Linked DNA regions of Mus musculus: regions 2 and 3 are each linked to region 1. A link is a contact called in public Hi-C and HiChIP or PLAC-seq data. All regions are on one chromosome and are shown on one strand. The core of a region is the stretch at or near the end of the contact, and the rest is flanking DNA. Distances in the headings are between cores, read along the strand shown.

Region 1 (2,594 bases), core at 30-2,529:
AGTTAGATAGCCACCAAGTGAGGATACTGTCTACAGAAAGAGCCACCCAGCCCAGCATAAAGCTCCTCTTATTCTTACAATCCTTACAGCCCTCACTTCCCGTATCTGATGTTGAGTTCCTGAACCCCACGTATGGGTTCCTACCAAAGCTGGTCCGTAGATATAAGAATACTGTTCTCGCAACAGGAGAGAAGAGGTGACAAAAGTACAGGGGAGTACCGAGTTTGTTCATTTTGTCTGAAAAGTAGCCTACAGCCTACGACGGAGAGTGAGGGCCGGGTCCCAAGGTAGGGCTGTGGGTGCTGGAAACTGCCAATCTGTCAGCAAGCAGATGGGGCAGAGGTCCTATTCCCATTCGGACTCCCCGTGGACTAGCTGGTAGGACTAAGACCATCAGCGGAGCACAGACACCCAGAAAAGCAGTTAGATAGGTTACCCTGAAGCAGCTGACCCAGCCAGGGATGCTTCTGACTAGCAAAGAAAAACAGCACACAGAGCATCCAGCCACGAGTCTCCATCCACACCTTAGAAAGATGCAAAGCGCGACACCGGGTAATTTCTTCCAACAAAATACATACGTTTCTGTTTTGCCTCTGCCTGTGTTCAAGTTCATCAAGAGACCGGAGAAAACCCTTCGCTGACCGGAAGCCTAGCTTGGGAATGGAACGAGAGAGGGGGGAGCAGCTTCTGACGAACGTCTCCACCTAGGAGGGAGGCTGTGCGCACCCCAAAACCTGCCCTCAGCCCGACCGGGGAGTCAGACCGGACGTCCCCGGGATTCCGGCGGAGAAGCGGCTGGTGCAACTGCCTGTGCACATCCAGCCAAGACCAGACGTGGTGAGATGCTACCCACACATCCGCCACGGTCCTGGCGCGCCGGCCCCGGGAAGGCGCCTCGCCAGCGCGCCCTGCGCCCCAGCAGGTGCAACCCCGCGCCCCCAGCAGGTGCAACCCCGCGCGCTCCCAGTCGCATCTACACAAACTTGTTTGCCCGGGGCGGGGGTAGATCCGGCTCGCAGCCCGTGCTAGGGTCCTGGCTGGGAGACCTCGAAGACAGGACTCACCCAGCGATCACAGCCGATTGGGGCACCCGCCTTCCGGGGCGCCAAGCCCGCAGCCCGCAGTGCCCAAAGCTCAGACGCCTGTAGCAAGCGCACCCGCGCTCCCAGGCCCGCGTCGCGCAGCTCCCCGAGGCTGCGGACTTCCGCGCTGAGCAGTGGCGGAGCGGGCGGGCGCCCAGCTGAGCCGCGGGCGCGGAGTACAGCGAGTGGCGGGCGCAGAGCGGGCGAGCGGGCGCCCGGTCTGCACATGCTCACTCGCGCGGCCCGGGGACAGCGGCCGGCCTCCGCCGGGTCCTAGAGGCTTCCGCGCACCCCCCTCTTCTAGGCTCCCAGGAAGGGTCGCAGCTTGGCTTCGTGGCGGGAGGTATGTGGGTGATCTGTCCGGGCTTGCGAGACAACGCACATACCGCGGGTGACACGCACTACTCGCCACCGCCAAGACAAGACGTTGACCACTCTGTTGCACCCGCCCAGCCACAGCCTACCACTGCAGCCTAGCCGGCTCTAGCACGCACCATGGTGCTCACACCAGACGCACACAGGAATACACTGGGCATCGCCACTCGCAGCAGTACGCCGCCACACTCAGATGCAGACGTGGTGGCAGACGCACAGTGGCTGATACAAATACACACTGAATCACCAGACACCCACACTCACACACTCTGTACTCTGCTCCACTCACTCAGAAGCAAGCTAGGACACGGACAGTTGCACACACATACAGAGCCACACAAATTTGTACCACTCTAATGTAAATACCCAGGCACACACTGGATTACTGTCCCATACTGGGGGAGCTAGGCACATTCACCTAACTCTCCTTGACACACAGCCACTCAGAAACAAGCACTTGCTAGAAACACACACACAATTTGAGACAGTACCACAGAATTACAAAATGGCAAAGATACTCACACCATCTCCTTACACACCTGGGGTTCTGCCAGCAGCTTATCACTCTGCCCACATTGACACAGGGAGACAGACCTTCTTGATATAGAGTGTAAAGGGACATTGCCTCACTGGTACACACACACACACACACACACACACACACACACACACACACACCACAGAGAGGGGGGGCACATAGGTCTATATACAGCCCTCCTTTTAAATAAAGACTTACCCCACTGGGAAGCTCTGCTCCCCCTTTCGAAGCCCCCAAGTCACAGCATCTACCCTGCTCTTCCTTAAACAACAGTGGGTATAGTTCTCACCCAAGACTGACAGCCAAGATGTTCTTGGAGGCTGCTGGATGCTGGGGACAGGATGAGAGGAGGCATCAGGAGCAGGTGGCAGTGGCTCTAACGGACTTCCTGAATGGAAGTTTTTTACTTCCAACTTCCGCTAGGGGCAGAGCTGCTCAGCCACTCAGAGAAGTGGGCTTTCAACAGGTGCAGGGCAGCAGTGGGGCTTGGAAGGGGACCCGTAGAAAGCTTCTGGCGGTGCAGTCGAAAGGCACCCTGGTGGGGAAAGGGCTTGTTGAAGTTTACACAGAAGAGTCTTGGGTCTGGGGATGAAGGTTGA
Region 2 (2,594 bases), core at 33-2,532, 250 kb after region 1:
GAAACAGCCTTCACCTATGGGTTTCAGTGAAACAGATCTCCTTAATTGGGGTAACAAGGACTCTATAAACCTTAGGTAGTGGGTAGAGGTTTCTCAGGATGAGTGTATATTGGCTGGTGCTGAGGTGTTTTGAATGCTTCATTTGCATGAAGAAGAATTCCAGGGGCTTGCTGAACCATCACTTCGACCTGATGGAGCTGGCAGAGGGGATGGGACTGGCACTGAGGAGCAGGTCCTCTGGGGAACATGTGAATGGGGCAGGTTCGGGGGTCTGGTGGGATGGAGTAGGGGTTGGGTGGGGTGGAGGTGGGGCTCAGAACATGAGTTTAAAACATGATCCTGTTTGTGCAGCTGTGTGCTGAACCTCAGTTTCCTCTCCTCAGTGCTCCCCAAGAGCACTTTTGGCTGCTGTGGTATAAAGGGGCTGTGAACGGTGAAGGAATTAAGACCACAGTGTTCCTGCTATAGCCTCAGGTGTGGGTCTCAGGAGTGTGGTTCCTTTGTGCTGCACAGAATCTCCACATACACACATCACAGCTACAAAGACTCACTTGGGCATCCTTCAGCCATTCAGTGTTAGTCACCTTCTCTTTGTGCATCTCTGTCTCTGTCATGGTCATGTCCCCTCCCTTTTGTGTCTCTAGAAACCTCTGTTTTTAGTACAGGGAAGGGAGTAAGGTTGCTTGGGGGTTGTTTGAGTGTATGAGGAAGAGTTTGTGCATGATCTGAAGGTGTGACCGTGTTGTGAGAGGGAGCTCTGAGCGGGCTTGAGGATGTTGTGGTGGGTTGAATGCAGGGGGGGTACATTGTGTTGTGAGGGGTGTTTGAGTGTGGGTATGGGTATTTGCCTGTGTGTGGAGGTGTTGGAGTGTGTGTAAGAATGCATATTTGTGCATTGTGCATGTCCATCTATGGCTTGTGACTCTGTATGTCTAATTCTTCTTATCTTTCAATGTTTGTTTCTGTCTTCCTCTTCCCTTTCCTCCCATCTTTGAGTCTCTTTCCATCTCCATCTCTATCCTGCTTCTCCCATTCTCACTCCTGAGAGTCAGAAGTGACCCGCTGACTCTCGACTCTCATGGTTCACTTAGTTATAAGGAAAACACTGAACAGTCCTTCCTTGCTCCTGCAAGGAGCCTGACAGCTGGAGCAAACAATGAGAAATTCAGAATTAATTGGACACTGATTATTTGCCAGGGGGGAAATGCCGATATATATATATGAAACAAAAGCCAGCCTAGCAACGGTGACTACCACTGCTCATAGCAACAAAGCAGTCCTAATGAAGCGTGACAATGGTAGCCTGGAGCTGACAACAGCCAGTGCACACTGAAAGGAAGGAAAGCAAATGCTTTGGCTGTTTGGGAGCCACAGCAGTTTATGAGGTAACACACCACACCCACAGCAGCTCAGCCACAGGCCTCTGAAACGTGCATGCAGAAAGTGGGAGACGTGAATCTCATGCCCTACACACAGGCCCTCCATTCATTCATTTTTCATGGAAACAACTGGAAACACTAAGCTAGGTATGAGGGAGGCAGACACAAGCCAGACTCAGTCCCCATGCTCAAACAATGACCAGTTTCAACTAGCCAGGACATCAAGCAGATAAGGAGCTACAATACTTTAGCAGAGCTGCAGCATCAGCGGCCACAGAGAAGAGGGGTGACATCTGTCGGAAGAGTGGATGAAATCGGTTAGAGGAAAGCAGAAGGACAAGCATGTATGGAACAGCACAGATTGCATGAGAGAAGAAAGGACCCGAAGGCAGAGGATCAAGAAACTAGGCTCCAGTCGGGTCCTCAGAGGGTTAGCCTCATTCACTGTATGATCTAGCAGTTCTCTTTGGTTTGCACCAAAGATGAGACTTGAAAGAGCAATCATCATAAGCACTGTCCATAATAGCCAAGGATGGGCACACCCAAGTGCCCAAGAACTGATGAATGGATGATCAAAATTGATATGCATATGCAATGAAATATTATTTGACCATAGAATGAGTGAATTAAGTATGCATTTATTTTAAAACCAGCATGGAGGAACATCATGGTCAGTGAAAGGAACCAATCACAAAAGCCACATCATGGGATCCCATCCATATGAAATGCCCAGAACTCACGAGTCCATAAGGACAGAAAGATTAGGGAGGGAGTAACAGAGAAAGGTGGGATTCCTTTGGGGAATAATGAAAATGCCTTGGGAATAAACAGAGGTGAGGGGCAATGGCTGCCCACACTGGCCAAGTACAAAATGCCTCCAAATCATGTGCTTTAAAATGCATAAAGGATAGTTTTATGTGCTATGATTTTGCTCCAGTAAAATTAGGATTAAAGAAGGCACAGGATGGGGCATGGTGGGAGACTGAATTTGCTGAGCCCGTGGGGACCTCTGGCTTTGCCATAGGGGTCCTGAGGGATCTTCAGATGCTCATCCAGAGGAGTGATCTCACACTTTGAGGTTTCAGGTCACCAGAGGCCACAAAGAGAAAAGACTGGAGATCTCAGCAGTGGCAGTGAGAGCTGGGGACTAAGGTCACACAGGAGCACTTTAAGGGGTGTCAGAGGAGTGAGTAGGTAACTGGTAGGCGTATTTGG
Region 3 (2,594 bases), core at 29-2,528, 230 kb before region 1:
AACAATATGTAGCTTAGATTTCTGTGCTTGTCTATGCATGGGGACAGTTTTCACAGCAATATGAGCTATTATCCTGGGAAAATCTGAAAGAAGTCACCAGTAAACCTATGGCCTTTTACATTTATTTATTTATCAATTTGAAAAGATTTTTCTAATTCTGGATTTACTCCTTAGTTACAGCCCCGTCTCTCTTTGTGGATGGCCATATCTGAATCATCAGGACAATTGCTTGGAGGTACAGAGATGCTCTTTTGTACCGGACAAGTACTAGTAGTGGACAAGTACTCCCAACTGAATGAGAGCAAAGATAGGCTTTGGTTGTGAGCGATCACTTCAGGGGAGTAAGTGATGCAAGGATTTGCCTAAGGCACAGGCATGGCGCAGGCCGTGGCCATCCCAGGCACACCCACACATTCTGAAGTGCTTGTGTGGCGAGACTGCGCTCAGGGAAGTGTCTGTGCTGACATTCTGTTAGCAGACAGTGCCACCAGAAGTCATTGAGGCAAAGTGACCACAGCTGTCCTAAGCCTTCACTAGAACCTGACAAGCCATGCGGCTACTTAACAGCTTGGCACACTGAGGGCTCACGTGTCTCTCTCTCCACCACCCCTACCATGTTCCACGCTCCTCACAAGCCCAGGAGGACACCTGTTCTCTGTTGGGCACCCACAGGTAATGTGGCCAGAGTGACCCACTGAAAATGGGATTTCTGGCTGTTCTCTGGAGCTGCTGGAACCAACATGCTTTCCCATATGCTTGGACCTTCTTGCAATTCCTCCATCTGTTTCTGGGGAATGTGAAAGAATGTAATGATCTTTTCTGGGGTTATTAAACCGACAGCTGTTGTCATTAATAGAGGGCATTCTTCACTGTGGTGAGCAAACGCTAGTCATAACTCCAGCCTGTCGTTTGCGCTCTCAGTAATGACTAGTGCATTTGTCTCAAGACCAGGGTTATGAACACCGGGGGGTTCTAACGCCAGCTTTGAACATGATTCATCTTCAAAGCATGGGCGACCTCACTTCTTTTTTTTTTTTTTTTTTTTTTGTATTGCAGGCAGCTTTCGAGGCAAAAAAAAAATGTATAATTGGCAAAAACAAAATCCAATCTCCAAGCCATTGGCTTTCTTTGAAAATGAAGGAGTCTGGGTGCTAAAAAGCCAAGATTACATTTTACTGCGCATTTCAAATTATGGCTCATTTTCGGGTGGAATGTTAGCGGCAGAGAGAAACCAGCATTTACAGTTTGAATTGAAGAGTTTTTTTCCCCCTACTGTCACAGTTAGAAAGTAGGAGGCAGGGCTGCCTGCCACAGCAAACAGGGAAGAGAAGGCTGAACAGGAGACCTCCCCACCCCTGCTGGCCTTCTTCTGCCCCAAGGGCAGAGTGGGTCTCACTGCCTTGAGGTGTGGTCTTTGGGGTTCGTGTGTCCCAATACCAATAGCAGGAGGCAGTTTGTGGTGCACAAAACAGGGAAGGCAGTGAAGTATCTGGGTGTTCTTATTCTGGTAGCTCCTATGTGTCTGCCTTGGAAGTCAGGTTCTTAACCTGGGCTCTGACGGTGCTGTGCAGGACCCATTCTGGTGAGAAGCAGTGGGTACGAATAGCCAGGGTTGAGATAGGCCCACGAAGAGCGACCTTTACAATCACAGTGACAGTGGGTTTGGTCCCCTGGTGCTCTTTCTGCATGAGGCCAGGCACACCTTCGGTGGAAGTGGGCACTTAGGGGTTTGCTCTGGATCTTGGATCAGACAGATCTGAGTTTGACCCAAGGTCTAACAGCTAGGACATTAGGACCAAGGTCAGCCTTAAGGCCTTTGTTTGAAGCCCTCTCTGTTAAAGGGTGTGAAAAGTCAAAAGCCAAGGTTGGAGTGGGGTTCAATGGTTAAGACGACCAGAGTTTGAGTCCCAGCTCCAAGGTTGAGTGGTTGACAGCTGCTTATGAAACTCCAGCTGCAGAGGATATGGTGGCCCCAACCTGTACTGCACTCATGGACACAATCCCTGCCCTCACTGCACGTATATATAATTGAAAATAAAACTGTAATAAATCTAAAAAACAGTCACAGCCCACAGCAGAAAGTGAAGTGCTCAGCATATGGGGGTGGGGTGGGTGGAAGAAATGTGCAGGGAGGGGGTGACTGGCACTGACACACAAGGTCATTGTCCTTAAGATCTATTCTCTGCAGTGATGGATCTGCTCTATTTGTCTTCTTTTCTCCACTCACTTGGAAGGGCTTAGAATATCTGAATATGTACTGGACACTGTGCAAACGCCTGGGATTCTAGTGCCTGGGGGATCTGCCCCTAACCCTCTTCTATCCACTCCCCTAATCACTCCCCTAACCTTCTCCTAACCACTCCCTCAACTACTTCCCTAACCATTGAGCCACGCCTCCTACAGCAGTCTAGTGGGGGAGATAAGCACTCACCAAAAGGACCCTGGGTCCCTGCAGGGTGCTACTGGGGAGCAGAGGAGTGGCACCCATCCCAGTCTTGGCAGGGATCAGAGAAGGCTGCCTGGAGAATGAGACATATCTTCTCAGTGCTAAAGACAAGCAGGCTTCACCCAACCTGCAGAGGGTGGGAAACAGT

What was found. A called contact is a pair of places that touch in the nucleus more often than the background predicts. HiChIP or PLAC-seq counts read pairs in DNA pulled down with a chosen protein or histone mark.
Region 2: an H3K27ac HiChIP or PLAC-seq map of embryonic stem cells shows a contact between it and region 1, with 3 times the contacts expected there. The contact joins the enhancer-like site here to the promoter of Wscd1 in region 1. A contact is called at or near these places in 3 of 39 promoter capture datasets (cranial neural crest, embryonic stem cells and hippocampal neurons), 1 of 484 Hi-C or Micro-C datasets (cerebral cortex), 5 of 115 datasets of contacts at active chromatin or transcription factors (embryonic basal ganglia, embryonic forebrain, embryonic hindbrain and 2 more) and 2 of 9 other capture datasets (adipose tissue and pancreatic islet).
Region 3: a contact with region 1 is called in a Hi-C map of myocytes, with 2.1 times the contacts expected there. The contact joins the enhancer-like site here to the promoter of Wscd1 in region 1. A contact is called at or near these places in 4 of 39 promoter capture datasets (embryonic stem cells, neural stem cells, second pharyngeal arch cranial neural crest and 1 more), 2 of 484 Hi-C or Micro-C datasets (cerebellar granule neurons and myocytes), 6 of 115 datasets of contacts at active chromatin or transcription factors (SST interneurons, embryonic basal ganglia, embryonic forebrain and 3 more) and 2 of 9 other capture datasets (adipose tissue and embryonic stem cells).

The regions. Positions count from the first base shown.
Region 1 is chr11:71,749,700-71,752,293 of GRCm38.p6, reverse strand. Wscd1 (WSC domain containing 1) reads right to left here and starts at 1,279. Exons shown (of 9, transcript NM_001357965.1): 1 at 1,065-1,279.
Region 2 is chr11:71,496,774-71,499,367 of GRCm38.p6, reverse strand. No RefSeq gene overlaps it. Among named protein-coding and RNA genes, the nearest start is that of 9230020A06Rik, 18 kb to the left of the region's middle. Within about 2 kb of position 1,282, at least 17 of the 459 cell types and tissues checked have an H3K27ac peak or open chromatin away from gene starts, as enhancers often do.
Region 3 is chr11:71,975,220-71,977,813 of GRCm38.p6, reverse strand. No RefSeq gene overlaps it. Among named protein-coding and RNA genes, the nearest start is that of Gm46262, 6.0 kb to the right of the region's middle. Within about 2 kb of position 1,278, at least 12 of the 459 cell types and tissues checked have an H3K27ac peak or open chromatin away from gene starts, as enhancers often do. A contact at or near this core is called in SST interneurons and myocytes, where this site is marked.